2 separate regions of the Mus musculus genome follow, and region 1 is linked to region 2. A link is a contact called in public Hi-C data. All regions are on one chromosome and are shown on one strand. The core of a region is the stretch at or near the end of the contact, and the rest is flanking DNA. Distances in the headings are between cores, read along the strand shown. Region 1 has its middle 3.8 kb from the start of Gm35546. Region 2 has its middle 5.6 kb from the start of Gm35341.

The links. Hi-C and Micro-C count contacts between places; a contact is called where the count stands out from the background.
Region 1: a contact with region 2 is called in a Hi-C map of the C2C12 cell line, with 1.7 times the contacts expected there. The contact joins two enhancer-like sites. A contact is called at or near these places in 4 of 484 Hi-C or Micro-C datasets (the C2C12 cell line, myocytes and ventricular fibroblasts) and 1 of 115 datasets of contacts at active chromatin or transcription factors (embryonic fibroblasts).

What each region holds. Positions count from the first base shown.
Region 1 is chr1:186,579,926-186,587,211 of GRCm38.p6, reverse strand. No RefSeq gene overlaps it. Among named protein-coding and RNA genes, the nearest start is that of Gm35546, 3.8 kb to the left of the region's middle. Within about 2 kb of position 5,886, at least 40 of the 459 cell types and tissues checked have an H3K27ac peak or open chromatin away from gene starts, as enhancers often do. A contact at or near this core is called in the C2C12 cell line, where this site is marked.
Region 2 is chr1:186,398,272-186,406,125 of GRCm38.p6, reverse strand. No RefSeq gene overlaps it. Among named protein-coding and RNA genes, the nearest start is that of Gm35341, 5.6 kb to the left of the region's middle. Within about 2 kb of position 6,170, at least 33 of the 459 cell types and tissues checked have an H3K27ac peak or open chromatin away from gene starts, as enhancers often do. A contact at or near this core is called in the C2C12 cell line, where this site is marked.

The DNA of each region.
Region 1 (7,286 bases), core at 4,637-7,136, 180 kb before region 2:
CGTCATGCTTCCTGGCTAGTCTTAATCACTGGTGTCCTTTGCCTCTCACAGGCCCATCACCAGCTTTCTATCAAGTTGCAAGCTGCTAGAACAGTAGCCACAAGAAGGACATAGATGGTCGCTGCAGAATGTGGGGAGCGTGGAATTTCACCAGCATTCCTAAATCCATAGTCACTGACATCAGTAGATCTTTCCAGCTAAGCATTATTTTTACCACCTCCGCCCCCTAAGCGTTCCCTCTCTCCCAGAGATGACTAAACCCTTCCGGCATGCTATTCAAGGTTTCTAGGTAGTAGGGGACAGGTGAAAGATCAGGACTGCTGTCAGGAAAGGCTTCAGGGTGGCATAGCCAGCTATCTTATCCTAAGATTAGCCAGCTATCTTATCCCAAGATTCTGGACTTTGCTAACAGTGTATGTATGCCTTCTTTGAAGGGCATGTACCTTCTAAAGGGAGGAAGGGAAGGAATTATCTGCAGGGATAACTTCTTGTCGTCTGCAGGGCTTCCCTGCAAAGCAGTTCCTCTCTGAAAACAACGTGCTGCACCGTGACAGGCAGCCATGTATGTATGCTACATCTACCCCCCCCCCCCCCACACCTAACAGTTTCCTCCTTCTACAAAGGTTGTGCTTCGAAAGTGAGGACTGGTGAACTGATTTCAGAGTGATGATGACCATGTAGTTAAAGAGATGGTTGGATCTGTCATTGTCAAGGTTTTAGGAACACGGATTACATTTGCCCATTTTGGTCTTCTTAAGACCACTTAAGATACAGTGTTGAGTTGCCTTGCTTATATCTAGACCTATAATGCTGTAAGAAATAATAATTAGGGTGTTCTATTCTGGGATAACAGTGCTGAAGATCTAGCCCCCACACTTAAAGTATTCTTGAGCACAATTGTCACTGTGCCTATTTAAGAGGAAATTGATCAGTTAATTTAAGACCCTGTATGAAGCTGGGTATGGCAGCATACGCCTATACCCCAGACCACTAGAGGAAGAGGCAGAAGATCAAGAATTCAAGGTCATCTTCAGCTATGTTTTGAGTTTGAGGACAACCTGAGCTGTATGGTTCTGTTTAAAACAAAACAAAACAAAACAAAACAAAACAAAACAAAACAAAACCCAGAACAAAACAAAACTAACAAGAGTCCATGTTAGCTAATGTTGATCAACATGATGGTACTTTCTCAGAAAATTCCAGAGATACTTGTGGAATGAGTCACTGCCATTTAGCTCCTTCCATAAATGGCCTTAACCTAGGCAGGCCTCTTAAAACAACTGTGGGGTAGTCCCTAAACAGGCACCCACATCTAACAATTAAGACATTATTTGCAAGTTCCCACTGGCAATTCTTTTAGCTACAGTAGGAAAGCTGGAGTCTGAGGAGGTGAAGCTCAGCTGCCAGCCCACAGCTCAGCAGCTGGAGACTGCCCATGGTCAGCCTCTCTTCTTACATTATTACTGACAACCCGAGGGAATGTGAGCTGGAAATGCAGCCCACCTCTGTCTAGTGGCTGCAGTAAGCCAGGGAAGCAAGGGCTGGGGAGGGGGCTCAGTAGTTAAAGCTTTTGACGCATGAATGCAAGGACAGGAACTTCTCACTCTATACATGTCAGGTGAGTGTGACATCCCTCACTGTACTTCTAGTCTTAGAAGGTAGAGAGAAAGCTGGCTAGGGAGACCAGCCACATTGTCAAACTCTGGGTTTAATTGACTCTGCCTCAGTAAATAAGGTAGAAGATGGATGGATTCCTAAAATCAGTCTTGCCCCCCCCCACCACCACCACAGGCACTACATACATGTGCACCCACACAAATGCATGTGCTATACATGCATATATAGACATACCCACATGCATACCACATATACAGACACATAAAAAATGAAAAGAGAGAGAAAAAAAAGAAAGAGTTGGAATTTTCTTTGGTGCAGACCATCCACACTTCATGGGCTTGTTTGCCACACATTACTAATGGCTCTTGGACTAACCAGCATAGTTTTATATAGGCTTAAAAATATGACTTGTTCCAAAGACCCCCTAGTCTGTCAGAGAGCCAGTACACATTTAGACTGTTATAGATGCCAAGAGTGCTTCCTTATAGTGTACTACAATTGCGACTTATACCTCTTTGCTTTTATCCATTCTCTTTGTGATGGTTACTCTTGATTGTCAACTCCATTGGATCTGGAATCAACTAAAAAACATGCCTTGGGGTAGGATAAGCCAACAAAAAGGATGAGTGGAGAGAGAGAGAGAGAGAGAGAGAGAGAGAGGAGATCTCCCCCCACCCTCCAGCTTTCTCCCTGCTCCCAGTAGATGTCACCTTTCTGCAGCAGCTTAGGCACAAAGAGATCCCAGGAGAAAGCTGCTGCATTTGCCTACCTTGGAAGGAGGGAGCATGAGGCAGTTGTCTCATTTAGAATGATGGATTCTGTAGTTCTTTACTCCCTGTGTAGGAACCAGCCATGGGCCTCTGTTTTAGTAGCCATTGAGTGTTCTTTTACTTTTCAAAAATTTAGAAATGATTACCCAGCCATATTGATTGTACAGATTAGCGTGTTTTACTGTGACACTCCTACACAGAGATATCACCATTAGAACATATCCACCCACACAGTGTCATCTCCAGCTGTCACCTTCAATGTCCTTCCTTAATCCTCGTCCCCCTTTCTGACAACTCTTTCCTTCAAACATTTCTCTATGCTTTACTTCTGACTATATTTAAAACATCAGCTCCAGAATAGTCTAGTCTATTCTGGGCAATGGTGTTTCACCCATCTAGATGGGCCATATCTTAAGGGACAAATTCCCTTTGGAATAATATTCTCTCCACTCACTTGTATGTATGAAGTTTGCAAGGCACCAATATTCCATTTCATTCTGGGATTAAATATGTTGATCCAATGTGGCACAGTAGAGGACCAAGCTTGCTGGGGCAGTGCTCAGTCAATGTTCTGGGCCCCTCAGAGTCATCCCATTGTAGGTCACAGTCATTCCACCAGTTCAAAGTCACCAACCAAGGGGTCACTGCAGCTCACATTCCCCTGCTTGCCCTACAGGGCATCATGACTCACCTTGACAACTGTCCTAGCCAACCCAGTTCTCAGCTGTCAGAACAGGAAGCAAGTTTAACATGTCTTGCTTAATTCAGAGAGGTCAGAGTGAACTTGGTTCAGAGCCACAGTTTGCCTTCTCAAGTTTCTGTCACCTTGCATACTCTTCATGGTTTCTCAGAATAATTGACAGTGGTTCCTGGTTCTCATCACTTGACTTCCTCATCCCAAAGGGGCCTTGAGTAAGAAGAGTAGCCCACCTTCCTCCTAATTTAGGGCTAATCTTGTCTGTCCATGTGGACTCTGTGCAATGCATCTGAAGTCACTTCACAAATCTGGCCTTGATTAAACAAATAGCTTAACTTTTTAGTTAAAAAAATAGCTTATGGAAATGGAATCAAGTGTGTGCTTGTGTGTGTGTATGAGAGAGAGAGAGAGAGAGAGAGACAGAGAGAGAGAGAGAGAGAGAGAGAGAGAGAGAGAGAGAGAGAGGGAGGGATTGGGGCAGAGGCAGGCAGTCAGACAGACAGACAGACAGATTTTGCTGCTAGTACAGTTTTTCACAGAGCCTCTTGTGATAAGTGTGATGCAGAAACCCTTCCTTCCTGGGGAGGCAGACAGAAGCAGCCCCCTTTCTCCCACAGAAAGTGTGCTTGCTGAGGGTCTTTTCTGCTTCGATCTTCTTCTCCCTTACTGATTCATTTCCTTCAATGGTGTCTGCTCTCTCTACCTGTTCTTCGGTTCTCTACCTGGTATTCCAGTTGCTGCCTTTTAAGTTAAAGTGGCAGACCTCATTTCCTTTCCCATGGATTCAGTCAATGGCGCCAGAAGCTCCGTTCCTTCAGAAACACAGAAAGGGTACCCAATGGAAGAATCCATTGCTCCAGCTCCCAAGGGTCGGCCTGCTGTGTGTCCACAGCCGGGTGATGTGGCCAGCTCCTCATTTGCTGCACTCCGCCTTGAATTTCTACTTTCAACTATACCTTATCCATTATTTTATGGACTCCTGGATCCAAGGGGCCAATCTTCATTCATCTTTGCATTCTCGGTACACCATGCTTGGTAGACACTCCTCAATACAGTCTTATGAGTGCAACCTCTACTTGGGGACTCCTTGCTACACAGTATGGCTTTGTGAGTAGGCCATGGCTCTGCAGGATGCACAGTTGCTATACAGCTTTTCTTCCGCACAAACCTACACGGTAGGCCCAGAATTTCCTCTTCCCATGAAACACACCTTCTCTTCCCCATGTGTTTATTCTAAGTGCTCAGCTGAAGACTTCAGCTCTGGGACGACAGAGATTTTTTTTTTCTTTCAATAGGAAGGCCTCTGCCCCTTCCCTGCTTACTCAGCCGCCTTCACTCCAGCAGCAAAACCTCGGGCGTGCCAGCTACTCAGGTCATTTCGGGAGAAATCTAGATTCCATTTAGACACATTCTGAATGGCTTTAAATGTTTTACTTTCTCAGGGTTCCTCGGAGCCAGTGTTTATCATTAGATGAGTACAGTTACAGAGAGATCGAGGGCTTGCTTTATTCTGGGTCATATCCATTATAAAGGCCTAGGTTAAGCCAAGCTTTCCCCTTGTCCACCACTTTCGTAGGCCTTTGACTTAATTTCCCCGGCTGTGTCACCCCTTTCCTGGGATGAAGCCCCGGGCCCTGGCTGTGCCTGCTGCTTATGTCTCCTGGACCAGCAGTGCCACATTCACAGCCCCTCTTGCTCTCCTGCACTCTCATCACAGTCCGCATCGAGTGTTGGACCCGGCAGCTGACACTTGGGTTTGGCTCAGAGCTGGTTTGTAGATCACATGTCAGAGCAGAACTTGAAGTCTCACGTCCAACACAAAGAAAAATGACGCCAGTGCTTGGGAATGTCTTTAAACAGAAAATATGTCAACTCAGTGAGCCCTCAACTCTGCCCAGCTTTCTCCTTATTGTATTTATGTTAAGATGTTTGCAAAGTGTCATGTGTATGTGTGTGTGTATGTGTGTGAAATGATTTTAGGATCAAGATATGACAAATCTGTGAGTGTGCCTTAAACAAGGACTACAAGGAGCGTCACCCCTGACAATCCTGGCTTTGCTCACCCTGATTCCACTAAGTAAAAACTCTACAAAGGAGAATCCTGGATATTCACACAGACCTTGTGAATCACCTAATAATGATAGAAATAGCCGAAGTATCAGTGATTAATGGGCAGAAGTGACGAGGAAAGGCAAGCTTATGGGAAACTGTTCCTAATGGTGATGTCAGCAAGGAACAATTTGCAGACATAATTACTAAAAAATTATCAGAGTCTTCCTTGTCAAGTATTTTGTATGTTTATAGAGCTGTTGGTGACTCATTTTAGAAGTCTGGGAGACTTATTTGATTTGGAATCAGGACTTTATTATAGCTTAGCTGTTATGTAATAGTTTATTCAGACTGATGGGGAGGTATTCTTCCATGTCAACAGACCTTGTATGTGTCTAGTGAGAGCTCCCCATAATTATTTCAACAATTCATATCTGGATGTTTCCCCTATATTTCCATGCCTAGAATATGCTCTCAGTTTGTATAAAGCAGTGCAAGGGAAGTGGAGAGGCAGGCTACCAGGCTACCACCAACCCTAGTGATCTAGTAGTGTATTGGTCCAGTTTCTTTGGGATATGAGGGTGGACACAGGGGCTGGCTCTCAGGCAAGCTCTACCCTTAATGTGGGCATTTCTATATGTGTTTCTCAGCATAAGGAGCCAGGGTCCTCCATGGCTTTACTGTGGTCAACACTATAATTAGTCAGGCTTTACCCACATATTCCAAATTCCAGTGCTTAAGTGCAAAGTCATCTGGGTACACCCAGTTTGGATGTTGGCTGGGAAACTATTGTTTGATCAACACCTCTAGTTGCTAGCCTGAAGCGTTTCATTTGGAGTTTCGAAAGCACTAATAGCAACCAGATAGACATGTGTCTCTGATGTTGTTGCCTCCAGAACAACTCCAAAATAAATGTACCCAGAGAAATCCATGGCTCCCAAGGAAGGTTGGACCCTCTCTTTGCTCCAAAGGGGATGGTCTGGAGAAACAATTAGGAGGGTAAGAAGGGAGGTCCCTTGTATTCCCTTCCTGGCTGGTGTACTGCCTTGTGCTACTGTAAGAATAATAGGATTAATAGTAAGATTGAGGGGTTATTTTTTGCCTCTATAAACGTTTATCTGTTGACTCAAGGAAGCAGAATTTAAACATAGAGCAGTATAATTCATCTAAATATTTGTTCGTGTGGGTTTATATGCAGATGTGGGGATCTCACTTAAACACATCAACGGATTTATTTTTTTCACGTGGTAACCCTTTATATCTAGGTGATGTTTGTTATTATGGAGAGAAATAAGGAGGAAGGACAGAACTTTGGAATGAAGAATTGAAACAGAGAGGAAAAGAAAAGTGATAGGGCTTCCCCTCCCTCTAGGTAAATGGAGGTCAATACACATTTCCAAGGAAAGCTATGAAATTATTAACACCAACAACAGAAATGCCTCTGTTTTGTAATAATGGATAATGAAGAGTATTTTATGACCCAGAAAGTCACAGCACAAAAGGCCATACTTCCTCTAAGCGGGTTTTAGTTTACAATTAAAAAAAAAAAAGCTTCTGTTTTAACTCTTGAAGTGCACGTTGTCTTGTGAGTGGTCTCCCGAGGGATGATTCTGCTTCTTGGCTACATCAGAAATTCTCTGAAGCTACAGTACAGTCCTGTGACTTCTCTGTGACTGTCCCCCTCTGAGTACTGCCTCCTGGGAAAGGCTGAAGAGCAATTGTGTGGGACTTCTAGGCACTGGTAGGTGCACTCAATACTCACGATGATGGGTTGGTAACATGAGCAGCCACTCCAGCACCGTGTCTTAGAAAGATGACACAGCTGAAGAGCAGCCAAAAGCAGTTGAAGGCAGTTAAGAGCTGGGTGTGGTGGCATAGACCTGCAGTCCCATCTCTCCTGAGGCTGATGCAGGAGGTTGATGTGGTTAAGGCCAGCCTGAGCTAGCTGTAGACGGAAACTCTATTTCCAAACCCCAAATGCTGTGAAAGCAGTCAGGATTGTGTGTATATGATAGGTGATTTCTACAGGTCTGTTTGCTTGGATGTTGATATTTTCTCCCCTTTGTTCTTTATTTCTTCTCTCTGTCTCTCTCCTCCCTTATCTCTCTCGTCTCTCCTCCCTCACTCCTTTCCCCTCTCTCTGATAAGCCAAA
Region 2 (7,854 bases), core at 4,921-7,420:
GCGTCCTAGGCGTGGATGTATCAGACAAGGAAGCATTGATAACGGAGGGGCAGCCACTTAATCATCCCGTGGAGGAGCAGAGAAACCCCCTCACCCCCAGGCTGAACCCACACAGCCTGATATGAATCAGAGAGTTTCAATCACACTTGTCTTTAAAAACAGCTTGGGGCTCTCTGGTTTGAACTGATCCTTGAGCCAAAGATCCAGGCCATTTGCAGAGATCTTGGGAACAGGAGCCCCAGCTGTCAGCAAGCACAAGCGGTGAGTGCACACATGCGCATCCAGTGAGGTGGTTAAGGGAAATCCATCTTCCAAACTCTGTGTCAAGACACTGCACATCCTTGCTTCTTGGTTGACTTTATACGATATTCTCTATCTGGGCAGATGAAAGATGACCTATCTTTACTTAGTTTCACAAAACCAAGGAGTGTGCTTCTTTAGCCTCAATCCCAGTTATCTACAGGGTCGGAACTTACCCACCATCTGGGGCTTTGTCTCTTTTGGTGCTTTTGATAAAATCTGCGTCTTTCTGAGACACTTTCCCCCAAAGTATAAAACATCTTTGTCTTATATATATGGCTGGGCAGAAAAGAATGACCCAGCTTTGCTTTTGTGTTACAGAGGGGAAACAATACTTCAATACTTTGCTAAAAAGTGTCACAGACTATAAAGTCCACTAGCCTTTCAATCAGAAGACAGATTTTGATGCATGTTCTGTCAACCTGCTGCTGTGATAGGGCATTTTTTATTGAATTCATTTTATTGTTTAATTAGTTTCTAAGGTGATATCCAGGCTCTTAGTCTGCCCATGTCTTTAGAACTTTCACAGGGCAGGAAGGAAGAACATCAGAGATCAACCACTGACGCCATCATCTGTAAAGTCCCATACTGCAGAGCTGGAGCTCACAGTTCTGGAGTGCTCAAGTTTTCTCTCAATTATCCTGTTTGTTGCAATTCTAAAGTTTTTCACGACACAAATTCTAAGTTCAAGAAACCATCGTGTTGACTGATCAGTGCCTCTGAATGTCAAAAACCTACAAACACAGTGACAAAGCTCACGGACAGAAATATTATGTCTAAAAACTAAATCATACTGCAGTCCCCAAAAGATCCAATTTTGAATTCACCACCAAGGGGAGGAATCCAGTGTCATAGGATGTCACATTCAGTAGCATCCGAATATCATCTGCTACCTGTTCACTCCGAGAGGGAGAGGACGGAGACATTTCATAGTTCTGTGTGGCAGAGGGTAAAGTATGTGTAGGCAAATGTGTATGGAGGTCAGAGGGCAACAATGGCTATCATCTTTTTTATTTGAGACAGGATTTCTAACAGGTCCTCTGCCTCTTCATGCCACACAACATCTCACATTTTTCAGTTGGATTCTAGGGATTGAACTTGGGCCCTCATGCTTCTAAGGTATAGACCTTAACAGCGAGACTATTTCTCCAGCTCCTGAAGTTGAGTTTTGCGATCAGCAGTGACAAATGTTTAAGATGCTGAATTACAGCTTTCAGACTGTCACAATTGAATATTTGAAGTTTAACTGTAATTGTCACAGTTACAAGAGAGAAACATGGGCTCCAGCTCTTAATAGTTAGGTTTGGCTCTGCTTGTGGTTAAATTTTGGGTAAGTTATTAATACAGTGTTACTCTTTAGAGCCCACCTAAATATGCTCCCTTTCCACAACAGAAAAATGTGAAATCCAAGAAGCCGATATGACATCAGGGTGCCCTTGGCTGATTTTCCTCCATATAAATCAGCTGCCTATAAATGGATAATTGAATTGGAACCTCTAGGGATCAAGTGCCTTTGGAGTATTCATTCGAGTAAGCCAGACATTTTTTTTTCTCTAGTTAACCTCTAAAAAGATATAATTGTCTCAATCTGGGCACAAGAGAGAAAACAAAAACAAAACCTCAAGTATATCCAGTGGGAATAATTTGATATAGGGGGTTGGACTTTTGAGTCTTCAGAAAGGCCAAGGAATGGGTTCCAGTGTGAGCCACGAGGAATGCTCCCTCCACACTGAAGCTTCAGGGAAACTTTGATCCTGTGATGAGCTCTGAGTCGGAGAGCCACTGAAGAGACCAGTTATTACTTCACTCTGCCTAGCAGGCAGCAGGCAGAGTCACTGTGCTCAGGCCTATGGCACAAGAGTTAGGGAACGATGGCTGTGCTCTGGGGTGCTGCTCACTGACTACCACATCCATAAGCTCTTAAAGGTTTTGAAACTAGGGTGGGACACAGCACCTCAGCTGCTTAAAACCCCTACAACACCATGATCTTGCTTGCTAGTAGGGGTCAACAGAAGCAGTGATTATGTGGCATGGCTTCCATTGCCAGCCACATCTCGTCTTCTCAACACATTGATAGACCCTGCTGCACTGCACATGGAGATGGACAATGTTACTTCTAATCTTCTAATCTCATATATATGTTAAAAATATATTATATTAAAACTACATATATACGAAAACACTAACTTTTATCATATGTACCTTTCACTATTTTCCTCTAAGACCCTCCTCCCCCCCTTATCTACTAACCAATCTCCCTTCCAACATTCTTTTAAAATACTTTTTAAAAAGTATTAAAGTCCTTTTAAAGAAGTATTATTATTAAGAGTCTGCTGAGCCCAGTTAGTGCTGACCATGTGCAAATGAAGGGTGGACATCTATTGGGTGGCAGTCAACTAGTGTTCATAGTCTCAAAGGAAAGTGACTTTCCCCCTCTTGGCGTTCATCTACCTGCAGTAGCTCCTCAGCTAGGTGTGATGGTAGCATTTTGACTGGCTTGGTGTACAGGACTTGTACAGGCCTTGTGTAGGCAACCTTATCAGCATTTACCGTGTGTTGTCCACAAGACAGCATTTCATGCCCTTCCTCTGCATCCTTTGGCTCCTGGATTCTTCTGGCCCACTCTCCCATGATGCTCCCTGAGCCTCGGGTAGGAAGAAGCTGGTATAGGTGATCCGTTGACTGCTGAGCATCCACTACCACTTATCCACAGCACTCTCACTGCTTATAAGTCTTCGCCTCCACTTGGCGTCTGTCCCCACTACAAGAAGAGACTTCTCTGACCAAGGTAGAGAGGGCCACAAATCTATGCCTAAAACCATAAAGACTTAAAGGACAGTTTGACAATATCACCATTTAGACAAAGCAGTATCAACAGGTTCTTCTGTTGGGTCTGGGACATCCCTAGCCATGGGTTTCTGACCTTGTTTACAGACCAAGCATGAATTCCCTCCTATGGAGCACACTACCATGAATACTGGTTTTAAAAAACCAAGCTAGACTCAAGGTATAATGCGGTGGCCAAACAAGGTTAACGCCTCCTAAATGTTTTATCTCCTGGCACACAACTACACTGCTTTCTTTGGAGAGGATCTTCTTCTTCTTCTTTTTTTTCTCCCTGAAGAAAATTAGTCACCCTTCATTTTGCACACCTCTTTTTATATACAGTTTATATACATTTCCATATACAATCTCTATCTTGTATATACATTTAAGATTTTGTACTTTTTGGACATACGATATTTTTGAGTATGTTTCTTTATTTCCGAATAGCCTCTATCCTGCAGGCTCTTCCTGGTCCTCTTGCCGGGGATGCTTTGTGACTCACCTTAACTTTAGTAACTCTCCTTCAATAAAAGTTAAGGAATTGAATCAGGTCAACGTTGGCCCTATGCTTGGTATTTTGCAACATTTCCACAAGTGATATTTGAGTGATACAGTTTTGAAAGTATGTAGACTTGGGGCTGGGGCGTCACTCAGTAGATAAAGTACTTGCTGTGCATGAAGACCTGAGGTCAGATCCCCAGCATCCACGTAAAAGAGCCAGGCACAGATGCACACACCTAGACTACCAGTGCTGGGGTAGAGAGGAGACAGGAGGATCCCAGCAGAACACTGGACAGCCAGCCTAGCTGCATCTCTGACCTGATTCTGTGATCTCCAGATTTAATGAGAGTCTCTGACTGACAATCAAGAAAGAGAAAAATAGATGAAGATGTTCGAAACCTGACATCCACTACTGTATTTCCTTCAGGCATGCATGGGTAAGCATGCCTGCATGTTCATATGCCTGTAAGTGTACACACACATGCAATCATACAACAGAGAGAGAGAGAGAGAGAGAGAGAGAGAGAGAGAGAGAGAGAGAGAAATACAAGTTCTTTAACAAGAAAAATCATAACTAACATTTTATAATTTTTGTTATCCTTAACAAAGTCAAAAATTGATTCCATTACCACTAAAAATCCCTGATGCCACTAAAAATCCCTGATGCTGCCTGTGCCCTGGACTACTTGCTGACCAGCCCTACCAGCCCTTGGGGTTTGGAGGTGAAGTCAGAATCAACAACTCAGACTCTGGGAGCAGGTGAGAAACACTGCAGCAAGCAAGCGCATCTGAAGACTGCAGCAGGCTCCTTTAATATCCTTCACCCAGGCCCCATTGGTACCAAGAAAGCATCTTTTCTAACCAGCAGTTTCTGATTGGCTGGCATTATCTGCACCAGCAATCCTTGGTTTCTCAGGCAGTTCTCAATTAGGTCCTCCTGCAGGAGGAGGTGCTTTTGTGGCTGTGAGGTCCCAGCATTTACATAGAGGTGGCTCAGCCATTCCTGCTACACCCTCTATTATTGCAAAGAGTATAAGGAGCACAGGAGAGATGGGCTATCCAGTTAGGGATCTAAGCTGCCTCGTATGCAGTAGTTGTTCATGGTGACATTTCTCAGTTTAAATGAGATGAAATGGGTCACTAGAGGGACAGTGTGTGAGCAGAGACTGCAAGGTTGATAGTCTGCATTTGATACGGACAGCACAGAGTCTTTGAATCCCACATTTGGACTAGACAATGAGCGGCCTGAGCAGCCACAGCCAAGAGCTGTCATCTGGGGTGGAACGCTGGCAAATGCTTTCTGATATCATTCAATGCAAATCGGCTCCATGAAGGTGGGGCAGGATGGACAGACAGACACACTGTCCTGGGTCTATCAGCAAAGGGCAGAGAGCGTTGAAGGAATATTCTGTTCATGCACATCTATTATAATGACAGAATTCACAACGGTAAAAATGCTGCTCAGAGGACAAGGAAGAGCTGGGTCATAGACGAGCGAAATAATCAACCGACTCAAAGTCAGAGCCTCACTTCACAGCCCTGTCTACTGCAATATAGACATGAAAAAAAATCCCAAAATACAGCTGGACAGGGGTACATACCTATAGTCAGTATTTGGGAGACTGAGGCAGGAGGATTGCTGTGTGTTTTAGGAGAGTTGGGGCTGAATAGCAAACCTCACTAGTTTCAACACAACAAACACAACAACCAAATGACCAGGCAATTATCTATCTATCGTGGGTGATAGAAAAGTGGCTCAGATCTCTGAGTTTGGTCTCTGTATGCGGTGACTGGCAGCCCACAACCACCTGCTTACAAGATCCCAACCCCTCAGGTCTCTGTGTGAAGCACATACATACCCATATACATATAGTTTGAAATAAAAGAAATCTTTGTAAACATCTGCATTGTATTCTGTTAGCTGTTAAGTCAACGAATCAAGGTGAGAACACACATTAACTTAGCCTGTTTGCATTTCCCCTCCCATGACTGTGACTGGAGAACAGAACTCTGGTGTGTCTGCCTTACTCTGTCACTCAAGCACCAAGCACCCTGGTTTTTGCAAATCACAGGCAATTAAATATTTGATTGGCTAACTGGCTTTCCAGGAAAACACACTAAAGCAGAAAATAATAACAAAATCTTAACTAAACGAAATCACTAAAAATCTCCAGCTGGCAAACCTCTCCTCTCTCCCCCCACCCCCTTTCAGGAGATTAATTGCAGCACTTAACATTTGTAAAGCATTTCTGACACATCAAAATGGCCAGAGGGGAATATGTACTGAAAATCTAATCCATTATTATTAAAAAATTGCTTTGTGGTCCCAGCAACTCCCCGAGGAAGCAGGGATGGGAAAGAAAGGGAAACTCACATTCAATATTTTTCTCAATGTCTTAATTTGGGAAAACGCAGAGGGTTTGATGGTGGTTCATTCAGAGGTCTGGGCAAAGGTTCAAGTCCATTCCTGAGTTATCTAAACTGATTCATCCTTCCCCCGTCTAAAGCCAGCAACTGCAGAGCTTTGCGGCAGCAGCTGCTCTGGCTATGCTTTGCGCTGAGGTCTTAGCAATTGTTCTCTTGTTGGTCTCCTTATCATCCCGTGCTTCGTTGTCTCATCTCCTCTTCCAGAGGCTCCCAGCATAATCAGCATCTCCTGCAGCTGCTGACAGACACAATGAGAGGATGAACCTGAGGTTAATGGAAGGGGCCCGGTGAATCCAGTCTGACCCAGAGAAAGGAAACAAGGGCCAGAAGTTGAGCAAGAGCAATATGCAAGTAGAGAGAGCCAGAAGAACTTTAAAGAGCCCAGATATAAAGCCAGAAAAAAGGAATTCAAGAGGTGAAGTGTTCATTGTCTACCACCTTCTCCCCAGCAGAACAAAGTTACAGACTCAACAAGTTAAAATATTTTATTTTCTTGAGGCTGAATCATATATAGATTACAAACAAATAGCATGTATATGTATATATATGTAAGTATACATACACACATACACACATGGTATGTATGCGTGTGTGTGCTTGTGTGTGTGTGTTTGTGTTCCACAAAAGCCACTGGGCTTTTGTTAATGTATGTGAGTAACTTATCAGCTCTTTCTGTTGGGAAATGAGTCTGAATTGTCACAATCCTTTTTCAGTGTGTTCTGCCCAGGATCTTCTCTCAATCTAACCCAAGTATCCAAGGTGGGAGATGGAGAATGACTTCTTCCTGCCACTGAGTGGCACGTTAGGGAGGTGCTCCATCCAGATTCTCAGATCTGAGCATATGACACAAGGCACTCAAGCTGGACCCATTCTCCCAAGTCTTAGAGAATGGAGTCAGACACCCTAAGGGACTAAAGAGACGCTTCTGTTGGAATAGTGGCAACTGGCAAGCACGAGAATCTGAATTTAGACCCTGAGATCCAACAGTAAATAAGCTGGGTGTACAATTGAGACTCCATCATTGGGGAAGCTGTTAAAGGTGGGTCCTGTAGCTTAATGACAGGTATTCTAGCTGAATTTGAGTGCTAGGATCACTGAGAAACCCTGCCTCAAAAACTAAGGTGGGGAAAAAGAGGAAGATAGCCAGTGTTCACCTCTGTTCTCCATACACAATGCACACTTATCTGTATGTATACATGTGCACAGATAGACAAACTTTCTTACACACACACACACACACACACACACACACACACTCACACACACACAGTGGAAAATAATGACTGGTATTATCTCAACAACTCTGAGAAAGAATCTCAGGCAGGTGAATGTAAAGCTAAGGGATGCCATTGTGAGTTCAACCCTGTTTTTGGATGCACTTTTGTCCCACTACAAAGATCTCTAAACAGCAAGGTCAAGAAGTAACCAGTCCCCAGCTCCACATGTGCTCTTTGTGGTTCTGGCTGGGAAGCGGGGGCTCTGTAGACGAGTAATAAGTTCAATTACAGTACTGTCTGGCCTCATCCATTCATCTATTGCCATAAGGCATACTTTTCCAAGAGTCTAAAGAGTACAACAGAAAATAGGCTCTCAGGCTAGGAATGCCTGCTGCTTCTCCATTGGCAGCAGTTTATGGAGACAATTTCCCTTCTGAATGAGATACAATAAATTAAACTAGTCATCTCCCTGTTAATCTCACCTAAAGCAGTCAGTTTATAAAGAGCAAATGTTTACTTGAGCCCAAGTTTTCAGTCTGTGATCAGTTGGCCTGCCAAAGCACAGCCATGCAGAGGTTTTAGT